Linked DNA regions of Zea mays: region 2 is linked to region 1. The links are chromatin contacts, called in public Hi-C maps. All regions are on one chromosome and are shown on one strand. The core of a region is the stretch at or near the end of the contact, and the rest is flanking DNA. Distances in the headings are between cores, read along the strand shown.

Region 1 (7,383 bases), core at 1,152-3,651:
TATATTTCTTCCACCGCCATACTAGAAGGAAAGGTTATGGCAAAACCAGAATCAGGGAAACACAGCAAGCCCACAAAGCATTTCACAATTAATCAAGCTCCATCAGGAATTAATGGCATATATCATAGAACAGCCACAGTTTACAAACATGCAGTATATCAGTATCAGCTAACTGAAACCAAAGAAAGATACGGGGGAAAGCAATATATCATGGAATGATTTTTAAGTTTATTTCAGATGTTATCTCTCAGCCTATCAACAAAACAAGATCAAAAGTTATATAGCAAGAGAGACAAATTTAAAAGTGGTTCCATGAAATGTTGCTTAGCGATCTTTTAAAGACTGACTATCCATGTCAATCCACTCTTGTAGTGGATTGCTATTTCTGATCCTGAAAGTGATTCTTGGACAACGGCTGATGAGCCATGTAGCATGTAATGAATCAAATAAAATGACTCAGAATTCCAGTCTAGTAGTTCAAACTAGTTTTAGCGACAGATTGCCATCCAAATTCCTGAAAATAAGTTTATGGTTATTGATGTCCAAACTTATGTGAGTAGCTTGTTGGCAAGAGTGGCATGGTAGTGGGTTTATAAATTAGAGTCAGTATGGAGATTCTAAGAGAACATTTACCACAAATAAAGTAGAAAATCATAACATGATGGATACAAGGGGAAAATGCAACAGGCTGATAATTTCACACTCGAGATAGTAAAGGTCATATTACACAGCCACATATTTCCGATCAATAGACAATTCTTGTTACATTAAAGGTAGTAAAGAGATTTTAAGATCAAAAGTGAATCTAAATGACCATAATCACTCTGGTAGTATTTTGTTTAAAGTGAATATGTGTTTCCATAGGGAAATTGACAAGGAGAAAACGCTCATATCATTACTAGATGATTGATTTCTCCACAGAAGTTCCAATTATCTTTGGAAATAATTGAATATACCTTGTACAGCTTATTGAAATGAATTTGTGTTTGTTATTGTTATTCTTCGAATCATAGTTCAACATTACAGTAAAGCTCGCACATACTAGATTTTTTTTGTATTCGGAAGTACAAGAAAGATGCAAATACAAAATGTGAGATGCTACAACTATATCTTACCGCCTTTGAAATATTTTGTGGCCTCGGAAACATTCCCCATGATCTAACTGTGGGTCTATAAACATCTTCATCTTCTTCAGTCTCAATAACAGTTGAAGGGGGTGCTATCCCAGCCTTGTCAGCTTCATTTGGTTTAGTAGTCGATTGAGATGCTTCCCCTGACTCCCCGTTGTCTACCGGTTGGATTTCAGTTCGGCGAGGAGACTTGTCAAATTTGCTGGGGTCTCCAACTATTATGTCCACCTCAGGAAAATCGTCATCTCGTAAAGGCTCAAAAGCTGGAGCCAGCCCAGGTGGTAGACCTTTAGAACGTTTTTTCTCAAAGAAGTCGAGACCCAAAAAATCAGCCTCATCAAACTCGTACCCTCCTCTCTTGCCAAACGAGACTTCTTCACTAATTAGGGCATTCTGACCTAAAAAAAGCCATGGACAGTACAAATAAAAACATATGGCATTGATGAAGAGGATCAAAACACCGTTCCTAAAATCATTTCCAATTGTCCGGGTCCAAATCGAATTCATCTTTTATATTGGAAATGCTATTGCAGTAGTAATGAGCATTAGTAACATCACTGAAACACGGACATGAGAGCGTTCCCGTACATACCAGATACTACCATCTACCCTAACCATTCTTCGGTTCAATTCATGGGACTTAAACTAACTCACCAAAATCCGGCGAGCCTCCCAGCAGCGGGGAGTCACCACCAGCCGCGCCCGCTCCGGCCCCGTTGCCGTTTCGGTACTCCAACGCCCGCTTAAAAGCCTCCTTACTGCCGGGCTCACTGACCGAAGCCTGCGGCTGCGACGGTGGTGAAGACTGTGGCGGCGGCGTGGGAGGCGGGGCCGGCGCCGGGCTCGGGCTCGGGCTGTGACTGTCCCTCCCCTTCTTGTATGCGGCAGCGCGGGCGAAAGCGAGCTTGATGGGGTCCGGCTTATCGTCCCCGTCGGGCGGAGGTGGTGGCGAGGCCGTGGCAGATGAAGAGAGCGGGGGGAGTTTCTGCGATGACAGGTTGAGGGCCTTGGGGGCGGCCGCGGCGAGGGGTTTGCGGATGTGGGCGGGAGGGAAGGTGAGGCGGCGCGGGGGCGTGGACGAGAGGATGGAAGATGCCGCGCCCGCCGCCGCCGCCGCCGCCATCGTTTTGGCGAATTGGCGTACGATCCCGGCGGGATAGCAGGTGATGGGTGGCGGCAGGGGACGGACGGCGACAAGCCGAGCGTTTGTTATCCGTTGCCCGCGCGGCGCGGGGAAGACTCGAGGCACGATTTTTTTGTGTGGTAGTCTTCTTACGTAATACGTATACCGGTGTTAGAATTAGACTTCAATGCATTGTATCTCTGCTCGATTTGTCAATAAGGTGCAGATTTTTTTTTTGTGTGTGTGTATTCCATTGAGGGGGAGAAATAAATATCGTCACAGTCTATGCACAACAAATCTGTATATTTTTTGTTCATTTCTTTGACCATCACATAGTTTTCTATGTATACCTGTTTCCTGCTTGACAATTGACATGATGCAATTTTGAGAAGTTGTGAGCACGGTGAGAAGAGACAAACTTCCCTCAATCTCCGGGCGCCATTGGACGGCTTTTTGTACTTCTGGCCATCAAAAACTGCTGCGGACTGACAAACGCTCAGCTTTTCAGCCAGGTTCTATAATATTCGTTTGGGTAAAAATCATTTAAAATCAACATAAACACATAATCGGTTGAGTCGTTGTAATAGTAGAAATCCGTCACTTTCTAGATCCTGAGTCCTATAGATAATTTTATATTTTTTTCCGCACGTAATCTTAATGATATTCAGATTCTCCCCACAGCCAGATTCTTCCCACAACCAGATTCTTCGCACGTAATTTTATGTCTGTTTGGCCACAGGTATAGCAATTTGAAAAGGTAAATATGAATACTAATATGGTTCACATGAATCCACACCGTGGACGTGAAAACTGAGATCTCAGAAAGTGAGGAAGTATCTGGTATAGTTTGAGACTCCATTTTATGTCACTGTCGCCTAGGATCCACCCGTCAGATATCCTCTTCGCCCTTCCTATACAGTTTGGCATTCGTTTGTGTATGGTGCAGCGAACAGTATGCAAGGCTTTCAGCCTTTGCAGTTCATACGGAGATTTATATTATATATGAAGACCCAGCAGGCTAGTGCAGTTGTCTTACTCTTACCTGTTCAATGCACCATCCAGTTCGCCTAAAAAAATTCAGGAACTGACTGGCAGAGATACCTAAGATCTTATTCGGTTATTCCAATTACATATAGATTTGAGTGTATTGGAATGTGTAGAATAGTGAACCCATGACCCTAAACAGAGTTGGGAGTAGTATTAATAGACTCAGTATATGGGCCAGGCCCATTACAGTGAGGGTGATACGGTGATTACAAGGGGAACATCCCAAACCCTAGACGGATAGTCTAACACTCCCGCAGTCACAACTCTATCCTGTACAGATGTTGAGACTGGATCGAAAATCTAAAAATACACTCGACACTAACCCATTGGTGAAGATGTCGGCGAACTGCAGCGTGGTGGGGACGCTGAGAACCCGAACGTCACCGGCAGCGACACACTCGCGGACGAAGTGCAGGTCGATCTCTACGTGCTTCGTGCGCTGATGTTGCACGGGGTTGGTGGAGAGGTAGACCGCACTGACGTTGTCGCAGTAGACGAGGGTGGTGCGCTGGAGGGGACTGTGGAGCTCGTGGAGGAGCTGGCGCAGCCAGGAGGCCTCTGCCACACCGTTGGCCACGGCACGGTACTCGGCCTCAACGCTGGAGCGAGAGACGACAGGCTGCCGCTTGGCGGCCCAAGAGACGAGGTTGGCGCCCAGGAACACGGCGTAACCGGAGGTGGACCGACGCGTGTCGGGGCAGCCAGCCCAGTCAGCGTCGGTGTAGACCACGAGCTCCGACGTCGGGGATGGGCGGAGTAGGAGGCTGTAGTCGAGGGAGCCACGGAGGTAGCGCAGAATCCGCTTGAGCGCAGTGAGATGGGGCTCCCGCGGAGTGTGCATATGCAGGCACACCTGCTGGACGGCGTAAGCGATGTCGGGCCTGGAGAACGTGAGGTACTGGAGTGCGCCGGTGAGGCTCCGGTAGGACGTCACGTCGGCGACCGGAGGCCCGTCGTCCTCAGAGAGCTTAGCCTGAGTGTCGACAGGCGTGGAGCAGGGCTTGCAGTCAGACATGCCAGCCCACTCCAGGATGTCGATGGCGTACTGGCGTTGGTGGAGGAAGAGACCCTGAGGCCGGCGCTCGGCGGTGATGCCGAGGAAGTGGTGTAGGGGCCCCAGGTCCTTCATCGCGAACTCCCGCTGAAGGGCGACGATCGTGCGGTGTAGAAGGTCGGCGGTGGATGCCATGAGCACAATGTCGTCGACGTAGAGCAGGAGGTAGACGGTGTCGTCGCCGCGCTGGTAGATGAACAGGGACGTGTCCGACTTGGCCTCGACGAAGCCGATGGAGGCCAGGTAAGAGGCGAAACGACTGTACCATGCCCGTGGCGCCTGCTTGAGGCCGTACAGGGACCGATTCAGCCAGCAAACCAGATCCGGACGGTCAGCGTCGACGAAGCCAGTGGGCTTACTGCAGTAGACAGTCTCCGTCAGAGTGCCATGGAGGAAGGCATTCTTGACGTCGAGCTGATGGATCGCCCAGTCGCGGGAGAGGGCGAGGGAGAGGATGGCGCGAACAGTGGCGAACTTGACGACGGGGCTGAAGGTCTCGTCGTAGTCCACTCCGGGGCGTTGGGTGAAGCCCCGAAGGACCCAACGGGCCTTGTAGCGGTCGAGGGACCCGTCCGAGTTCAGCTTGTGGCGAAATAGCCACTTGCCGGTGACCACGTTGGTGCCTGGTGGACGCGGCACCAGGTTCCAGGTGTGGTTGGCCAAGAGGGCCGCGTAATCCTCCTCCATAGCACGACGCCAATGTGGGTCGGCGAGGGCAGTGCGAACGGAGGAGGGCACCGGGGAAGCGTCGGGTGGAGTGTTGGACGTAGCAGCTGCCAGGATCAGTCGGTTGACGGGGCGAAGAACGCCAGCGGCGCGCCGAGTCACCATCGGGTGGACGTGATCGGGGTCGCGGTGGATGGCGACCGGGTGGTATATGGACGACTCGGAGCGCACCGCCGGGACGTCAAGAGCGTCGGGTATGGTCGGCTCGCGGCGGTGATAGACGACGGTGGGGTCGGCGAATCGGGTCGTGCTCGTCGACGGGCCCGAGTCGGGGTGCGCCGAGGAAGTGGCATGGCCGCGGCGATGGTAGACGAGGGCGGGGTTGGCGAAGCGAGCCGGGGTCGACGGAACCGCGCGTGGCGGGGTCGACGGGGCCGCGCGTGGCGCAGGCGTGGTCGACGGGGCCGCGCGTGGCGCAGGCGTGGTCAACGGGGCCATGTGTGGCGCAGGCATGATCGCCGTTGCCGCGCGTGGCGCAGGTGGGGTCGACGGGGCCGCGCGTGGCGCGGAAGAGGTCGTGCGCGGTGGCGTCGTGGCTACACGAGGAGCAGGTAACGGCGCAAGACGAGGCGCCGGGGGTGGGAGGGGAATCGGATCAGACTCGAGGAGGGAGTCGAGATCGGTGGGTGGGGTGGAGCCAGCAAGGGGAAACACATCTTCGTCGAAGACGACGTGACGAGAGATGATGATGCGATGGGAGGTGAGGTCCAGACACCGGTACCCCTTGTGGTCAGGAGAGTAGCCAAGGAATAGGCAGCGGGTGAAGCGAGGAGAAAGCTTATGAGGGGCGGTAGCGGAAGTGTTAGGGTAGCAGGCACAGCCGAACACGCGAAGGTGGTCATAGGAAAGGGCCGTGCCATATAGGGCGAAGTGAGGGGTAGGGTGGCGCACCGCCTTCGAGGGAAGGCGGTTGAGGAGATGGGTGGCAGTGTGTAGGGCCTCTGCCCAGTAGCTGGCAGGGAGAGACGCCTGGAAGAGAAGGCAGCGGAGCATATTGGTGGTGGTGCGGATCATGTGTTCGGCTCGGCCGTTCTGTGCAGAGGTGTAGGGGCACAAGAGACGCAACTGGACGCCGTGAGTGAGGAAGAAAGAACGGGAGGCGTTGTTGTCGAACTCGCGACCATTGTCACACTGCAGAGCACGGACCGAGCGACGAAACTGAGTGGATACCCAGGCGAAGAAATGTGTGAGGGTGGGGAATGTGTCGGACTTCAACCGAAGTGGGAAAGTCCAGAGAAAATGGGAAAAATCATTCAAAATCACCAAATAGTATTTATAACCAGAAAGACTGAGTACAGAGGAGGTCCAAAGATTACAGTGAACCAGGTCAAAAGCCTGCTCAGCCCGAGAAGAAGTAGTAAATGGGAGACGAGTATGTTGGCCTAACTGACAAGCATGGCAGAGACCCTCAAAATGTCCCCTACTACATGAAGGATCGAGACTACTGGTAATCTTGGTCATGATGTCGGGTCCTGGATGGCCGAGACGACGATGCCAAGTGGTAGAGGAGGTGGTGGAGACCAGGACAGGAGGGCTGGAGCGTGTAGAGCGGCCCCGAGCTGTCACAGCGGGCGAGAAGGGTCCTGGTGGCCAGATCCTTCACAGAAAAACCAGAGGGGTCAAACTCGATGGAACAGGAGTTATCAGTGGTGAATCGACGGACAGAAAGAAGATTATGAGTGATGTGGGGAGCTACGAGAACATCGCTGAGGTAGAACGGCCCAGGGAGAACCGAGGCACCTACTGAGGTGACTGGCAGAGTGGAACTGTTGCCAACGACGATCGAGGATGGGTGAGAGGGGAGGGGGTGAGAGCGAGAGAGCGTGCATGTCGTGGGAGTGGTGTGGTACGAGGCACCGGAGTCGATCACCCAGTCGGAGGGGGGAGGGGTCATCGCCATGGTGCTGAAGGCAGCAGCGGCGGGCAGCAAAGGGCTGCTGGCGGCGGCGGCGAAGGGAGAGGAGGGCGCGGGCGTGCGTGCTGCGCGAGCACGGCGCCAACAGGGCACGCTGGGAGGAGGCGCAGACGGCAGGAGGTGGCGGGCGGCTTGCCGGCGTTGAGGGAGAGGGAGGAGGCGCCGGCGGCTGGGCAGGGAGGGAGAGGGAGGAGGCGCTGGCGGCTGGGATGGAGGGAGAGGGAGGAGGCGCCGACGGCTGCAGTGGAAGGAGAACCTAAACCTAATTTGATACCATGTAGAATAGTGAACCCATGACCCTAAACAGGGTTGGGAGTAGTATTAATAGACTCAGTATATGGGCCAGGCCCATTATAGTGAGGGTGATACGGTAATTACAAGGGGAACA
Region 2 (7,251 bases), core at 2,285-4,784, 130 kb after region 1:
CTGGAGGCCGCTCCGCTATAATTCATCGGACTGTCCGGTGGAGCACCGGACAGTCTCCGGTGGCGCACCGGACTGTCCGGTCTGCCAGCGGAGCAACAACTATTTCGCGCCAACAGTCGTCTACAGAAGGCATTAAATGCGCTATAGTGCGCGCCAGAGTCAGAGCAGAGCCAGATGGCGCACCGGACAGTGAATAGTGCCTGTTCGGTGGCCCAGAAGACAGAAGCTCCAACGGTTGGAATCCAACGGCCAGGTGACGTGGCAGGCGCACCGGACAATGTCCGGTGGCGCACCAGACTGTCCGGTGCGCCATGCGACAACAACCTTCACCAAACGGCTAGTTTGGTGGTTGGGGCTATAAATACCTCCAACCACCCACCATTCATTGGATCCAAGTTTTCTGACTTCCCACACCTTACAAGAGCTATAGCATTCAATACAAGACACACCAAAGAGATCAAATCCTCTCCCAAGTCCATAGATCATTCCAAATCAAATAGTGACTAGTGAGAGAGTGACTTGTTCATTTGAGCTCTTGCGCTTGGATTGCTCCTTTTTCTCATTCTTTCTTGTGATCAACTCAATTGTAACCGAGGCAAGAGACACCAATTGTGTGGTGGTCCTTGTGGGGACTTTGTGTCCCGTTTGATTGAGAAGAGAAGCTCACTCGGTCTAAGTGACCGTTTGAGAGAGGGAAAGGGTTGAAAGAGACCCGGTCTTTGTGACCACCTCAACGGGGAGTAGGTTTGCAAGAACCGAACCTCGGTAAAACAAATCATCGTATGCTCAGATCCATATTGCTGCTTCTCTTGTCATAGCAAGAATGTTGGTCCTCCAACTTAAATGAGGAGGAAGGCAGAGACAACAACAATGGAGGTGGTTCACAGGTGCAAGTATGCTCAGATCCATATTGCTGCTTCCCTTGTCATAGCAAGAATGTTGGTCCTCCAACTTCTCCACCACAACCACAACAGACAACAACAATGGGAGGATACTGTGGAGAAGGGTTCGCATAATTTGGAATGTGGGAGCACTACTAGAAAACTCTTTTGTATCAATTGCTTTAAGCATGTTGATTTTCTTTATCAATTGTTTTAAATCGTCTTCATCAATTGCTTTTAAAGTCCAATTTGAATCCATAATAAGTAGTTCATTATCAAATAACATTGTTCGACACTAAATAATACAGAATAAGAACTTCATTACTACATAACATCAAATAAGCACCTAGACTATTGAGTGCAACGGGGTCATTTGCCCTTGCGAAATGCATCAGAGTTCTCCTCCATTGCGCCCTTTACACGACGTGCACGCTCAAGCTTCTTCTCCTTCTCCTCCCTGTATTCAGCAACACACCTCATTTCCTGCTCGTCTACCTGTTGTTGCTCGACCGCAAGCTCCTCTCGCCTTTTCTCTATCCTCCTTTTGTCCTATGCATCCTACTTTTTAAGATTCTCCAACCACTTCTTGTCTTTCTATGAGATTTCTGTGTCAATCCACTGCTCAAAATCACAAAGCGGTGGAGGAGTCTATAAAATATGCAATGATTAGTAGGCAAAGAAAACATGCACCACTTCGAGTCTTCAAATTGTTAACATATTTAAAGATTATTCTCACCATTAAATTCATCCGGCGCTAAACAATCATTGGCTCAAATGCATAGTTAGCACACATCCAATACCTCTGTCGATAGGTGTCATGATCCTCAGACTTGTCAACCTTGCAAGGATCACCACAAAAACACATAGGCACTAGAACATCAGTTGGCAAAGGCAGTGGGTCGAAGGCAGTCCCGGTCAAAGGACCCTTCCTAAATTTTGATAAGATCTATAAGAATCATAAATATAATAGACTCACAAATATAATTTAATACAACACTTACCTTTGTTTAGCAGATTTACCGCGCCTATACATCCTACAAATCGATAATATGTCAATAAAAATGCTTCTGAAAATGATATCCAAAACCTAACCATTACCCTATTAATCATACATAACATAACAACCTATAAAAAGGAGAGAACTTACTTTGATACAGAGTAACAATAGATCCAAGTCAATAATTTAGGTTGATGTCTGTCGTTTCGAAGAATAGAAATGAGCACAAAAACTACTGGCCGAAGGGGCATATTTATAGGTGCGTACCTCGGCGCCGTAGATCTTGGCGCCGAGATCCATGGCGCATACCTCGGTGGCAAGATCTACGGCGCCGACGTACGTGCCACGTCAGTTCCACCGTGGCCCGGATTCTGACCTATGCACGCCAAAAAAATTGGTGCCGACACGCAGAAGCTAGGCGCCAATGATGATGGCGTCGAGCCAGGGGTCCAGTTTTTGAAATAAAACCGCAAATGGGGTATTTGTGAAAAAACCCAAAAAGGTTAAATTGAAAAAGTTGGTTTGTGCGGGACGAGCTTGACGAACATCATGATGAAGGCGATGAAGACGCCGAGGCCATGGATGGTGCCGACAGTCCACATGAAGATCTTGCGATCGACGATAATGCAGTGTAGGTGGACATACTTTCTTCTTGCCGACCTAGACGCCTCCGTTGGCTCTCCTATCGCTGCTGCTCAACAACTCCACCAGCTATTCTTTTGCGCCCAATCGAAATGCCACGAGAAGGAACCGTTGGAGCGCGCGCAAGATTGGATTATGGAAAAACCCTCAGTGGCGTGTATTTGCGTGATGGCGACGCTCGAATTCGGGATGACGATAATTTAGGTGAAGAAAAAGGAAGAGCATTGGACATATGATTTTCGATTTTCAACTTATTAGCCGGCAAAAAAATTAGCTAGCAATAATTAGCCAAGTTATGTTTGGAGTCTTGAATAATTAGATGTCTTTTCTCTTTACACGATCTATTTGTATCTATTAGCAAGATCAAATGACTAATGTATAATCTATTTGAAGGCCAACAATTAGATAATATATTAGCTAGTCTGTTTAGAGACCAAGTGCTAAAATTAGTTCGATCCAAACAGGACCTTAGTATTCTAAAAGATGTTCTTAGCAACCAACATCCGTCGGCTAAGCTGGAGCACCCCTGCACGTGTTTGATATCCATGCCCGTGTCGAGGGAGGAGGCAAGTTGGGTTCCAACAATCCCGGTGCTGGATCCACGCGCCGCCGGATAATCTCCAGCTAGCCTGCGCGTCCCACCGCAAAATGCTATCCGTGCCGGCGGGCGGGGATCTCCACTACGCGTTTGTTCGTCGTCATCTGACGCGCGAACTGCAAAACCGACGAGCCCAAACCGTGCGTGCGCGCGGCTTGAGCTGGCTAGCTCCCGAAAGTTTGGCGGTGCGACCGACCCGGCTGTCCCACCTGCCAGCGCCGGCAGCATCCTAGTTCTCCTCCTCCCCACCCCACACCCGCCCACGCGTAACCGCCGCCCGCCTCCCGTCGACATAACGGAAGTTAACCACCGTAACCGCGTCCGCTTCACGCGGCCCGCCTATAAATCCCGTCGTCCTCCCATCTCCGTCCCTCCCTCCTCATCAACCAGCTGATTTCTCCATCGAATCTTGTCGGCAAAGCCAATAATCAATCACCAGCGACATCAATTCCTTGCCCGACCGCCCGGCCGCGCGTCGAGGAACCGCCGCACAGTTCCATGGGCAAGGTGCGCTCCTTCTTCTGCCGCGCCCGCAGCGGCAAGCGCGGTGGCTCCCGGCCAGGCTTGTCGTCCTCGTCTCTCTCGTCCCCGTGCCCCTCCGCGAGGAGGGCGTCGCCGCCGGCCGGGGACGAGACGGAGCGCGTCTTCCGCAAGTTCGACGCGAACGGCGACGGCCAGATCTCGCGGTCCGAGCTGGCGGCGCTGTTCGAGAGCGTGGGCCACGCGGCCACCGACGACGAGGTGTCGCGCATGATGGAGGAGGCCGACGCGGACGGCGACGGCTACATCAGCCTGCCCGAGTTCGCGGCGCTCATGGACTCGGCGTCCGGCGACGCCGACGCCGTCGAGGAGGACCTGCGCCACGCCTTCTCGGTCTTCGACGCCGACGGCAACGGCCTCATCACCCCCGCCGAGCTCGCGCGCGTCCTGCGCGGCCTCGGCGAGTCCGCCTCCGTCGCCCAGTGCCGCCGCATGATCCAGGGCGTCGACCGCAACGGCGACGGACTCGTGTCCTTCGACGAGTTCAAGCTCATGATGGCCGGCGGATTCGGCAGGATCGGTGCCTAGGAACAAGGATTCTGCCCTGCTCCGCTCCCCACAAAAAATTGGATTCATTTCATTCTATGTACATATATGCATGCCCTATAGATTTAGATCACACTGGAATCACGGAGATGTTTCCTAGGTCCGGATTATTTACACGCCCAGCGGCAGCACATAAAAAGCCCCCATTTTACTTACTAGTTTGGATGTCCAAACGGATTGTTTTGGCTTCATCAATTGCAATATTGAGTTTGCGCTCATTTGTGGTTCCAAAGTGACATTTCTCTTCTACATTTCCATTCTAATCTAAATTATATAATCTAGGAGAGAAACAAATACCCTCTTGGATAGGGATAATCTTGGGACTAGTTTGGGAGACACAATCGAAGGTGATTGGAGGGATTAAAATCTCTCTTTTATTTAAAATTGAATAAGATAGAGATTTTAGCTCCTATAATCTCCTTCGATTTTGTGACTCACAAACTAGTATATTTGGTGACTAGGGATCACGATAGGATCAATAGAGAGAAATCAATTTCTCCTCACGCCCCGTTTGGATCACTGGAATTGAATTCCATTCTAATAATAGTAATTTAGGCATATATCAATTAAGCTAATTCGGTTTTATGCAAAATATATTTGTATACTATTATTAGTAAGATGTCAGAGATATTTATGTGCTACATTTTTACTATTGAGGAGTGAGACGAAGAGTGTCATGTAAGTTATAGATTAGAAACCAATTCTAGTAATGCATAAAATCATTTTCCACCCTCCACCCCATGAATTTGAGATAGGCTTATATCTGAACTTTAGAAAGTGGTGGAATGTCAAATTCCAAACTAAATAAGTTACTTTATTGAGTGAATTCTAATTCCTCTAAAATGAAGGGATCCAAACGCCCCGTCATAGATTTTCTTGTGATCACTGTTCACCAAACTAGTCCTTAATTTGTTTCGACGTCTATTTGATGTGTTCTTAAAATTTGCCAATACCTCATATTCAACTTTCAAAAATATCTTTGTTCAATTTCTGGCAAGTTCTGGTTGCCAAACCTTCGATTTGGAGCAAATTCACAAAGCCACCCAAACAGCCCGCAGCAATCCCACGTTGGATTTTGAAAACCCCAGCACAAGCGCCCTACCAAACAGCCCTGGAAAGGCAATCTTTTCTTTTGCATACTCTTCTTCTTGTCTTTTTTTTTTAACAACTGCAAAGCTCGAGTTGCAAATCAGGTCAGAGAGCCAAAGCTAGCGAAGTTCCATGTGAAGCTGTGAACTATTCCACTGATGATGTATTAGCGCCGTGCCGTGTGGTTTTGAGAGAAGCAGTGACAGATACTAATATATACACATGAGATACATCCAGTTCAGAGAACGAAAGAGCCGTGGCTCCGAGAAAAACAGTGAGAACAGGAAAGGTTGAAAACGACTCGTCTTTGGTGCTCCTCAAAGTTTGTTTCCGTGAAAGCGAAAACAACACTCTAACAAGGACATGGTTAAGTTAAAAAGGGACGAGTAATTGTACCCCAAACCAGCTTTCTCCTGTAAGACTTTGTTTGGATATTCTAGTATTGACCTTAATTCATATGTGTTGAGTGGATTGAGCTGTAAATTAATTTAAGTTACACCCCAATTCACTTCAATATATATAGATTGAGATCAATACAAGTATCTAAACTAGGCTAAGACCTCGTTCGGTTATTTTCGATCCATATGGATTGAAATGTATCGGATGGGATTGAGACGGATTTTGACTTGTTATGAATTTAAACCGTCTTAATTCCATTCAATTCATATGGATTGAGAGTGAACCGAACCAGCCTTAAAAGATAAAAAAAACAAATCAAACTTGCTTTCTCCAGGAAAGGGTAAAAAAATGAGATTTGCCAAGTTCGAATAAACTGATGTCCCAATGAGTGGTGACTGTGCGACGGTGAGGACGTCAACTTGAGGATGGTACAGGCTAGCGAAGAACAACATTCTCCGTATGCAACTGCAATTCTGTGCAATTTGTTAGGCTTTGAAAATTCTCATGTTTTCAGATATTTAAAACTGTTTATTATATTTGCTTACTTGCTATGTATTGTTTTTCTCTCTCTCTCTTATTGTTATTTTATTTTGTTTTTTGATTGTCGATGGACTGGGAAACAATATAGGCTAACTTACTCGGAAGTGTAGAGAAAGTCGCTGATGAGGCCAATGCCAAACTGCAGGAGGTGCTTCATGTGCAAGAGAGGACTATGAAGGGCCGAAGGGGCAGGAAGGAGACAAACTCCTTGGCGACCCGTCAGAGCAGGCAAGCATGAACGGCTAGCAAGCTATCAGAGTTCAGATGAACAGCACTTTAGAGGTTGTTAACGAGAAAGAAAATGAAAACAGAATTGAAGGAGAAGTTGCAACACAGCTAATAGATGCGAACACATTCAGAGAGGCAGCTAACATTGAAACTATCCAATGGAAGAACATATTAGACCAAAAGAATTAATTACAGAACAAAAAAGAGGAGAATGACGAACTGGAGGCAAAAGAACCAGCAGCTTCTTAGAAGATTAAGGATCTCTATTTCCAGCTTGCTAATGCGAAAGATATCACAATAAATGGTAACACCAAGAAAGGAGATAATGAACTAGAAGTGGGGTGGGGTGGGGGTGGGGGTGGGGGTGGGGGTGGGGGTGGGGGGGGCACTGAATAGGATGAATAACCTGTTGTGGTAGTTGCCAAAATGAACTTAGGCTTATGTCTTTGCTTTGCGTTTCTACGGACGAAGCTTCTATATCTGAAGTCCAGCTTCGTTAGCTTCGTTTATCCTTTTTATACCTAAAAGCACACTTGTTTATTTTGTTTATTTCGTGGCAAGGGTTAATTTGAGGACCTTTGGCAAAGATAGGTCCCAACAGTGACTGAACGTGACAGGCCAAGCCTTCCAACGCCCAGAAGAGATATTCAACTTCTAGAACATGTGGAGCTCAATGAGGTATGTGAATGTTTGTGTGACTGTGTTGAAAACCAAAATGAGCGGACGGTTCGGCCTTTGGGCCTGGACAGTCTGCGTGCTCTGAGATTAGATTAACTCGGGTGTTTATCCTT

The links. Hi-C and Micro-C count contacts between places; a contact is called where the count stands out from the background.
Region 2: a contact with region 1 is called in a Hi-C map of ear, with 3 times the contacts expected there. The contact joins the promoter of LOC100280482 here to the promoter of LOC103635555 in region 1. A contact is called at or near these places in 2 of 25 Hi-C or Micro-C datasets (ear and leaf).

The regions. Positions count from the first base shown.
Region 1 is chr8:93,318,830-93,326,212 of Zm-B73-REFERENCE-NAM-5.0, forward strand. LOC103635555 (protein ENL) reads right to left here and starts at 2,402. Exons shown (of 8, transcript XM_008657984.4): 1 at 1,785-2,402; 2 at 1,116-1,528; 3 at 1-21. The coding sequence starts at 2,253.
Region 2 is chr8:93,448,676-93,455,926 of Zm-B73-REFERENCE-NAM-5.0, forward strand. LOC100280482 (polcalcin Jun o 2) reads left to right here and starts at 3,535. Exons shown (of 1, transcript NM_001153402.2): 1 at 3,535-4,361. The coding sequence starts at 3,617. The coding sequence ends at 4,186.